3 separate regions of the Danio rerio genome follow, and all the other regions are linked to region 1. Evidence: chromatin contacts called from public Hi-C and Micro-C data. All regions are on one chromosome and are shown on one strand. Each heading gives the region's core, a stretch centred on a gene start, on an enhancer-like site or on the middle of the called end of the contact. The rest is flanking DNA. Distances are from core to core; before and after follow the strand shown.

Evidence for each region. Hi-C and Micro-C count contacts between places; a contact is called where the count stands out from the background.
Region 2: a Micro-C map of caudal fin shows a contact between it and region 1, with 20 times the contacts expected there. The contact joins the promoter of phtf1 here to the enhancer-like site in region 1. A contact is called at or near these places in 3 of 18 Hi-C or Micro-C datasets (caudal fin, hematopoietic stem cells and an unstated tissue) and 1 of 4 datasets of contacts at active chromatin or transcription factors (gastrula embryo).
Region 3: a Hi-C map of an unstated tissue shows a contact between it and region 1, with 3 times the contacts expected there. The contact joins the promoter of magi1b here to the enhancer-like site in region 1. A contact is called at or near these places in 2 of 18 Hi-C or Micro-C datasets (caudal fin and an unstated tissue).

Annotation. Positions count from the first base shown.
Region 1 is chr11:21,110,452-21,113,665 of GRCz12tu, reverse strand. magi1b (membrane associated guanylate kinase, WW and PDZ domain containing 1b) reads right to left here. Exons shown (of 22, transcript NM_001007063.2): 4 at 1,839-2,045. Among named protein-coding and RNA genes, the nearest start is that of rhol, 78 kb to the left of the region's middle. Within about 2 kb of position 1,730, at least 21 of the 62 cell types and tissues checked have an H3K27ac peak or open chromatin away from gene starts, as enhancers often do. A contact at or near this core is called in caudal fin and gastrula embryo, where this site is marked.
Region 2 is chr11:20,910,372-20,913,585 of GRCz12tu, reverse strand. phtf1 (putative homeodomain transcription factor 1) reads left to right here and starts at 1,485. Exons shown (of 17, transcript NM_001114429.1): 1 at 1,485-1,615; 2 at 1,844-1,935; 3 at 2,016-2,072; 4 at 2,166-2,235. The coding sequence starts at 1,906.
Region 3 is chr11:20,964,568-20,967,781 of GRCz12tu, reverse strand. It overlaps magi1b (membrane associated guanylate kinase, WW and PDZ domain containing 1b), which reads right to left and starts at 1,520. Exons shown (of 22, transcript NM_001007063.2): 1 at 718-1,520. The coding sequence starts at 1,015.

The DNA.
Region 1 (3,214 bases), core at 481-2,980:
AACATTATGGGAATGTCTCTCTCATCTACTTGTAATCTAGTCGACCAAGACATATCTTAAAACCAGTTGTAAACAAGGCCAAAGTGTTGAAAAATGTACAAACTCAAAAATAATAAACTAAATTTAACCCTGTATTAAGTATTGCCGTTCACTTAAAAAACGTATCTTAAAAGGTCAGTTTACACACAAATGTAAATTCTGTCAACATTTACAAGCCTCTGACTTCTTCCAAACCATCTGAGGTTTTTTCTGTTCAAAACAAAAGAAGATATTTTGAAGAATGTTGGAAACCGGCAACCATTGACTTCCATAGTCTTTGTTTTTCCAACTATGGATGTTAATAGTTACTGGTTTCTAAACATTCTTTAAAATATTTCTTTCATGTTCTACATAACAAAACAAAAATGGTTTGGAAGAAGTCAAGGGCGAGTAAATGAAATATAAATTATTTTTTAATGAACTATCCTTCTATGGAACTAATAATATGCCAAAACAATCTGAATTTAAATTGTGTTAATTTCAATTATTGACAATTGTAATTTAATAAATCAGAATTTTTATCTGACTTTTCGGTAATCATCTACACTTCACCGTTGATCACCCCTGACCTACTGTCTGCTGAATCTGAATTGCACAATCTGAATTTCTGGTTTTGAATTTTAGGTTATTGAATCAGTCTGAATTTCTTCATCTTGAAAACTTGAAACTTTACTTTTACAAACGGGACATCTGCAGTCGATGAGTTTGAAAATACGTCTATAAAAGAAAATCAGCCTTGAAAAACTCAGTTGTTTTTAATTTCAGATGTTCAATATTTAAGTTTTGAAATACAAATTCAAATTCATTCATAGATTTTCTAGTCGGCTTAGTCTCTCCATTAATCCGGGGACGCCACAGCGGAATGAACCGCCAACCCATCCAGCAAGTTTTTACGCAGCGGATGCCCTTCCAGCCGCAACCCATCTCTGGGAAACATCCACATACACATTCACACACACACTCATACACTACGGACAATTTAGCCTACCCAATCCACTTGTATCGCATGTCTTTGGACTGTGGGGGAAAATGGAGCACCCGGAGGAAACCCATGCGAAGGCAGGGAAAACATCCAAACTCCACACAGAAACGCCAACTGAGCCGAGATTCGAACCAGTGACCTTCTTGCTGTGAGGCGACAGCACTACCTACTGCGCCACTGCCTCGCCCAAATTCAAATTAAGAAATTCAAATTCAAAAGGATTTTTAATGTCATATGAAAATTCAGATTTGTCAATTGTCAATAATTCAAATTAACACAATTCAAATTCATATTGTTTTGGCATATTATTAACTCCCTATCCATCTAATACCAGGTGACAATGCCAAAGTAATCAAAAGCGGTCAGAAAAATCAGTAAAACCAGCATTAAATCTCATGAACAAAAACACATCTTACCAGTTGCAAACAGGGCCATTAATTTGCATTTCAAAACAACGAAATGCACCTACTTTAATGTTTAACCATTTCCACAATCTGTACTTACTGTTGCCTATTAGTAATCAGACCGCAAGCCTGTAAACACCTCAGTTCGACACAAAAAATGCACCTCATTCAACACTGTTGTGAAAGTTGGCATCGCATAACTGTCCGATCAATACATAAGGACAGCTAGAGTCCATCTTGCTGCTTTCTAACACAAACAAACCCCTCCGCCACAGCCAGATGGCGCTCTTTCCCCCTTTCCTTCCTGAACGGGCAATGGCGAAGGAAGAGGAAAAGCAACAAAGAGGCATCACTCACTCATCTCTTCCTCCATGTGCCAGACACAAATGCAAACAAAGCGTCTCAGTGCTGACCTGTGAAGCTGCTGTTCATTTCAGGAACCTCGTCATCATCCTCAGTCTCTGTAGGCACTATTCCAGCATTTTGCATCTCATTGTAGGACTTGGTGCGACGCGGGGTGGACGGCTGGGATCCGGGAAGGCTGTCTTGAAGAGCATCGCCAGTGATCACTTTGCCACTAGGGGGCTTAATAGGCGGCTTGGGTGTGCCATAATAGTTACCTAGAAACAAGAGGATATTGGCAGAATTCAAGGAAAGACATAGGGTGGATAGGATGATTCCAAAATAATAGTTGTCACTATATTTCCCCAGTTGATTGATTACATTATTTGATTTTTTTTAAATCCTATGTTTAAGTTTGCAAATGAGGAAGTGTTTTATTAAATATAAGATTTCATTTGTCAATTTTCATTTATTTTTTAACATGTTTGAGTCAAATTTCTTTTAGTGCCTCATAATTCAAAAAACACTGCAAACAGCCAGAAAAAGTGGAATTTGTAGAATAAAAATGTTGTACTGTAATACAGTTGAAGTCAGAATTATTAGCCCCCCTGTTTATTTTTTTATTCAATTTCTGTTTATTGATAAGAAGATTGTTTCAACACATTTCAAAACACTCGATTTTGAGAGTTTAGACCAGATTTATCATCCTCACATTTCAACTCATTTCTAATCACTGATTTATTTTATCTTTGCCATGATGACAGTAAATTATATTTTACTACATACTTTTAAAGACACTTCTATACAGCTTAAAGAGACATGTAAAGCCTTAACTAGGTTAATTAGGCAAATTAGGTTATTTTATAACGATGGTTTGTTCTGTAGACTATCGGAAAAATCTAAAGGGGTTAGTAATATTGTCCTTAAAATGGTTTTTAAAAAACTTATAACTGCTTTTATTCTAGCCTAAATAAAAAAAAGACTTTCTCCAGAAGAAAAAATATTATCACTCATCCTGTGAAAGTTTCTTTGCCCTGTTAAGCATCATTTAGGAATCAAAGGGGGACTAATGATTCGGACTTCCACCGTTTATAGAGGAATGAAAACATGGAATGAATGCCTTCAGACATTACATGCTTTGTAACAAGTAAAATGAGGCTTTAAAAAATTGTTGAAAAAATATTTAATAGCACAATATTAAGTGGATTGTTGATCTGGATGTTATGTATGAATTTGTTTTTTTGTTTGTTTTTATTGCACTTTGTTGTTATGAATTAATGTCATTTTGTTCTGTGCTCGATGGACCCCAGGAAGAATAGCTACCTTGTTAGTGGCTAATGGGGATCCTGATAAAAATAAAAATAAATAAATAAATAATAATATACAGGGTTTCTACAGGTTTCAAGTCAAATTTAAGACTATAATGAATAAAATTTCAGACTTACAC
Region 2 (3,214 bases), core at 236-2,735, 200 kb after region 1:
ACATGTTCAAGCGGCAACCATGGTTGCCGGAGGGCAAATACCTTGTAAGTAAATGATGACGAATTAGAGAATAGAGTTAATAAGTTAATAAATTAAGGTTATTGGCCTAGTTTAATGTTTAGTTTTTTTTTTGTTTTTTTTTTGCTTTCATAATAACCCCTTTAAAAAATAACCCTTTAACTAATATCTTTACTTTAAAGTAGACTTTTTATACACAAGTTGAAACACAGCAAAATTGTAAAATTAACTTCTCCTACTGGTCTCTTTCCCACAAAGATTTAAAATAACACAGAGAATAATGAACATCGCTGTTAAAATGCAGAATCACTACAGAAAAACACAAAACTACGAACAAATTCAGTTCCTACCTTAAGCCCAGCTGTCCATACAGACATAGGTATTGCCTACTGCAGCTTTTTTACATGGTTAGGCTGTTTGACACTAACAATGTTAACAAGGATATCTGCATGAAAACAATTTTAACGATTTGAGCACAAATGGGTTAATGTTCTACTTTGAATGAATATAAATTTATATTATCGATTAAATATGAAAAAGGTCCAGCAGAGTAAAAGTCTTTATTAAATCTTCCTATATAACCCGGTATGTTTGTCATCTATAAATGAAATCAGTGTCATTAATTATTCCCTGATCCATACACATTTGTTTGGTTCTTTTTTCTATTTGAATGAATTAAGAGTGTTCTGCCGCCACCTACCGGGTGTTTTTAACTTGATATTTGTGGAAATTTTAATTAATCAATCAATCAAATCAAAATCAATTTTAACTAATCAATTAAACTGCTGTCTCCTCAATGTTATTTTTGCTATTGTAAACACAAGGTAAATACAATTCCACTTTCAAACGACACTTGTAGGTCCATCACTGCCCTGCACATACATTAAAAAAACAATATGATTTTGTTTCATTAGGAAAAATCATGTGCAATATTGTTATTCTATTCAATTTAATTTTAATAAAATGTTTTATGTTAATAAATGTAAAATACTCTTATAGATAAAAACGCCAGAGATCTGACCAGTGAATAGAATGTAAAGAATATGAATGTTTGTGAATAAGCTGTCCACAACAACCACAACCAAAGAACAATGCATTTTTTTTTTTTGGATTTTGTTCTTTTTTGCCTTTTTGTTGCATGGTTTATTAAATTATCTTTTTATTGTTGTCTGTTTTATATTTATTTGTTGTTTGTTTTGTTAAATATTCCACACTTTTACCGCAGTTTATTTTGTACGCCATGTACTTCCGCCATTTGCGGCTGCTGTGTCGTAATCTCTTGCTTCACACACTTGTCGTCTCTGCCAGCAGCAGCAGCGTCGTTGATGAGAGTGGGAACTTTAACAATCACTTCTCTTTTACAACATCTTATTTCAACGGCCGACCTGATCGAGCCGAATTAAAGATTTTCTGGTTTGACGTCAAATAAAGACAGCTCACAACTTTAGACGGCTGTTTGTACATCTTCCAGAGCTGTTGATGATGTAGCGTCAGATAGTTTTGGTGAAGGGGGGCGAGGTTTGTTTCAGCTTCAGCAGAAAATGTTGACAAAACTCCTCACGCACTTCTGAGGAAACTACAGTTTATTGAGCTTCAGGTAAGTTTAATATTATATTACGTCACGAGACCTAAAACTACAGCAACTTTATCAATAACTGTCGTGTGCTGTCTAGGTAGGCGGCGTTCTAGTTTTTGAAACACGCCCGCTCGCTGTATTTGTTCTTGATGAGTCGCTTCCTATTATGTGTACAGCATACTGCTTGCAGGCGTTTTCTTTTTAATGTCAACGATAATGACATACACTTGAATGTCTTGCTCTTTCGAGGAATGGAATTTCCAGTGAACCACACTGCTGTCTGAGATGAGCTGAGCTAATGTATTTCAAATATGGCAGGAATAGCATGGTATCAGAAAAAAGTGAGTGTGTCTATACCTGTCAGGTAAACAGAGGTTGTTTTTAGAAAGGAGTTAAAATGTCTGTCGTGTTCTTGTCAAAGATTGGAGCTTATGATCAACAGATTTGGGAAAAATCACTGGAACAGACTGAGTTTAAGGTAATTTGTTTTTGAAATATAGATGTATTTGTTGTTGTTGCTATTGTGTAAAATGTGTGCAATCAGATTTGTGAAACTCTTCCGTTTGAACAGGGCTTTGGAAACAAACTTAAAAAGACTGGCCATATTAAGCCAGATCTCATTGATGTCGATCTAGTAAGAGGTGAGTTGCCATACAGGTTTAGCTCCTAAATCTGTTGTCATTGCTTAGAAATAAAGGTGCAAAAGCGTCCATACTGGTGTGTTATTAGTGTACATATTGGCACCTAAATGTACAAAAATGAACTGATCCAGATCCTATGACCGCTTTTGTACCTTTATTTTTGTGAGTGTATACTTGATACAGGCTGTAAACCAGGTCAGATTCAATAGAAACTGTCAAATAAATACTGTAGATGACAACCATTTTTTTAATATTCAATGTGTTATTTTATTCTTATTCAGAATTGTGCAAGTATTACAATCATAAAACTAACCATAATCAAATGTAATGTGTGTAACACCATGTTACTAACATTTTTTTAAAGAAATCTTTTCATTCAGCTAAAATTCAATAAACTTATCAAAAGTGACACTTAAGACATTTATAATTTTGCAAAATTTTTGTTTAAAAATCAATGCTCTGATTTTTTTTGTGTGTATGTATCAATCAATGTACAGAAATATTAAGCAGCACTAATGTTTTCAACATTTATAATAAAAATATTTTCGAGTATCAAATTTTACAGTTATGAAATAAAACGGAAATATATATTACTGTATATATGGTTAAGAAATTTAAACATTTACCAATTCCAAACATTTGCTTGTAATGAACATTTAAAAATGATATTGTATAGGTTAAGGAAACCTAACCTATTAAGCTTGATAAATGTTTGTATTTTACTTTGTTTGTTTTGTAATAAAATTAGTCGTTGTTATATAGTACGATGCTCTTCTAGACAGTAAAACTAGTGTCTTTACAGCAGTGTTTCTTTCAAATAATTAAAAAGAATCTCTTTCACAGTTTAGCAACATTTTTTGACAAATGATAACTAAAATAATGACAAATATTACCTTTTTTACTGAAGAGTTGGGAAAATACAGGATGTGCATCTGCTTGTTTTATCAGTGCATTAGCTCCTAAAGTGAAAGAACTGTAT
Region 3 (3,214 bases), core at 271-2,770, 150 kb after region 1:
AGATATTTATTATAATAAATCACTTACTGTAGTAATAACTCAGCTTACTGTATTTGTTGCAATAAATAAACAATAGAAAAAAAATTATTATTTATACAGACACAAATAATAATTTTAGCATATATTATGTTGGTGTGGTAATGATTATGTACAGTTTGCAAATTAGAAATAAAACAATAAATAAAATATACATACTTTTCTTACTGTATTGATCAAAAGAACTAAAATATTTATCACAAATAATTGTTTATCTATTCATATCATATTATGTTATTGGACATGAAAAATAATAACAACTACACCTCCTATCACCCCCACTAACATAACAAATAAAAATACAGAATTAAAAGATAAACTAAATAAAAATGTAGTTATAAAAGTAAAAGTAATAAAAGTAAAGGAAAACACATTATGAAATAACACAAATTAAGAAATTTTAAAATAAAAGCATGCTTCTTAACAACCACTAGCCCTATGCAGTCACATGCAAACATGAATAAATATTTTTATAAATACAGGCCTATTAGCCAACAAACCAAGTCGCCAAGCCTATATTTAGTGAACATGTGAAAATAAATAAATAAATAAATAAATAAATAAATAAATAAATAAATAAATAATACCCGGCTAATTTTAGGAAACAGTTCCTCAATGGCTTGTTTACATGAAATGCATCACACAAACCAAACAAAAGTGAAGGGGAATCGCTCTGCTTACCTTGCCTCACAGTTTTTAACCTTATAGGTCCTTTGCAGTTCTTGATCACTGTCAGCACATCATACAGCGGCAATCCAGAGACAGAAAGCGTCTCCACTTCCAGCAGTAATTCCCCCTCGGACACTTTCCCATTTCTATACTGTACGGCGGTCTCGTTAACGTGTCCGATATAGGCGAACTCTCCGTTCTCCGCGCCACCGAGCAGCTGCACGTTCAGCTCGCCACGGGCGTCCTTGGAGACCGAGCACTCGTTAACTTTGGTGGTCCAGTGATTCTTCTTCTGTACCACTTTGGACATGATGAATCAATAAAATCCGCACAGAAACAGGTGGCTCCGCTGACAGACGACAAAACGAAACACTTTCATAAAATGAAATATCCCACGCGGTAAACTTTCTTCTCCGTCCGCTCAGTCATGAATGCAGCGTCTTCGCAGCCCCAAAAGATCCAAGAAAAAGCTCAACAAAAACAAAATCAAGCCATTGTCCGGCTCTTCACTAAATGAAATTCCCACTCCGACCGCTTCCTTAATTAGCCCGTATTGTTTTCCTCATCCTCGCGCTTTAATATTCTCGGTTGCGCGCATCTGCTTGCCTTTTCATTTCATAAACCTCTTTAAATACACTTCTTCAAGTCTGAAGTTGTTTTCAAAATAGTTTAGCGGTTTCTTAAACACTTAAAGTACCATTCCAGCAGTTTTCTTTGGCACACAGGCAGTGTTAGCGAGCGTTTCCTCCTGGTTCACGGCTCCTTTAAACAGGTACAGCGTTTGACGTCTGTTTTGATACATTTCATCCTGTTCTGCCTGCTCGCGACTCGGGATGGAGCGAATGTCACTGGAGCGCATGCGCATTATTTCCCTTCGGACTCCTGAAGGCAATCCTCACTGCGCACGTCACCAGGTCCTAAAGCCCGTCACGAAAGAAATCATATTTACGAACCTAAGCCGATTTCTGGAAACTCTTGATTAAATGTCTCTCCCCATATAAATCTTCAAAGGCCCTCCAAGTAAATAAATTTAAACATACTCCATGAATAATCGCACCTGGACTTTATACAAGGCTATTATCAGCATCTAAAACTGGTTAATGACATTAATTGAAAACATATCCAGATTCAAGGTGTGAGCTGAAAATCATGAAAGATTTTTGGTTTTTTTTTTTGTGAAACTTGCTGTTTAAAAAGATAAATATTCGTTCCTCAATTTGTTGCACAACCAGTTTTGTCTGTTTGCCCAGACTGTTGCTTTGTGAAGAAATTTAGCCTGGCGTAAGCGTTCATCCCACATGAATCCTTGTCAGTCATGTTCGACCTGCCTATCATGTTTGATGTCCGAAAAAATTTCTTATTTTCCAAACTCTTACCAAAATAAATCATGATTCATTACAAATAGAATTTCCATTTGTCTATTGTCTATTTGAAGATTATTTACTAAATTCTTGGTTTTATCCTCTTGAAGATTCTTACTGGAATGAGGGTTCATTTAAATTATACAGTCAACATTTAAAGTGAATCAAAACAATTTCAAAATTGTCCTAAAACTATGAACCCTTTTCAGATTTTCGAGTTTCTCAGTAGCAGAAGTCTTAGTGGATAAACTTAGAGCACAGTGAATGGGAGTGTACAACAATTTTTTTATATATACAATCCTATTTGCTAAAATAATATAAAAATTGGCAATGATGTTTTCAAGACTTTCAGAAAATAGAAAAAAAAACTATGTGATAATGACAGACAGAAGAGAAAGCATCAAATTTGCTGTTCTGCCTATACACTATACACTGCATTTCAAACATCTGCATAAGCGGTAATTCCTATTTTATCATTTGATGCAAAGATGATAGAAAACATACATAAATAAATATAAATGTTAATATGCTTTTTTTATTAAAATATTAAAAACTTTCAAGTATTTAAGATGCTGATGACCATTAAAGACATTATAACACTGAGTTCCTTTACATGGCCACCAGTAATCAAATTTTGATATGATTAAGACAAAACTCTGATTAAGAGTTTACCATGTAAACAGAGGATTTTTCACCATGTTTTTCGGCAGTATATTCTATACACACAAAGCTGTATGACACTATTCTCCACATCTATTGAGTCAATAAAGGACTACAGACACACATCCCACGAAATGCAAAGGTTTTTTTTTCTCTCATTCGGCATGCGGTATCCAATTTCATTAAAACTTCCAACATTCTTTAATTCATAAACACATCCAATACCTCAGTTTGTCACCGGGGGCATGAATGAAATGTTTCTGAATGAAACTGAAACTGCCTAACTACAGTAAAAGCCGAAATATTAAAAATGAAACATCTGAAATTACATGAAACTCCAGAGGAAACGTGGATAGCATGATGATGCAACAACGTTTATCGATCTTTGTGCTGTAACATGTAAGACAGGATCATAAAAGGAACATTCACAAAGTAACTCGTGTAAACACCTTAATCATATTATTGCTTATTCAGATTAAGGTAAATAA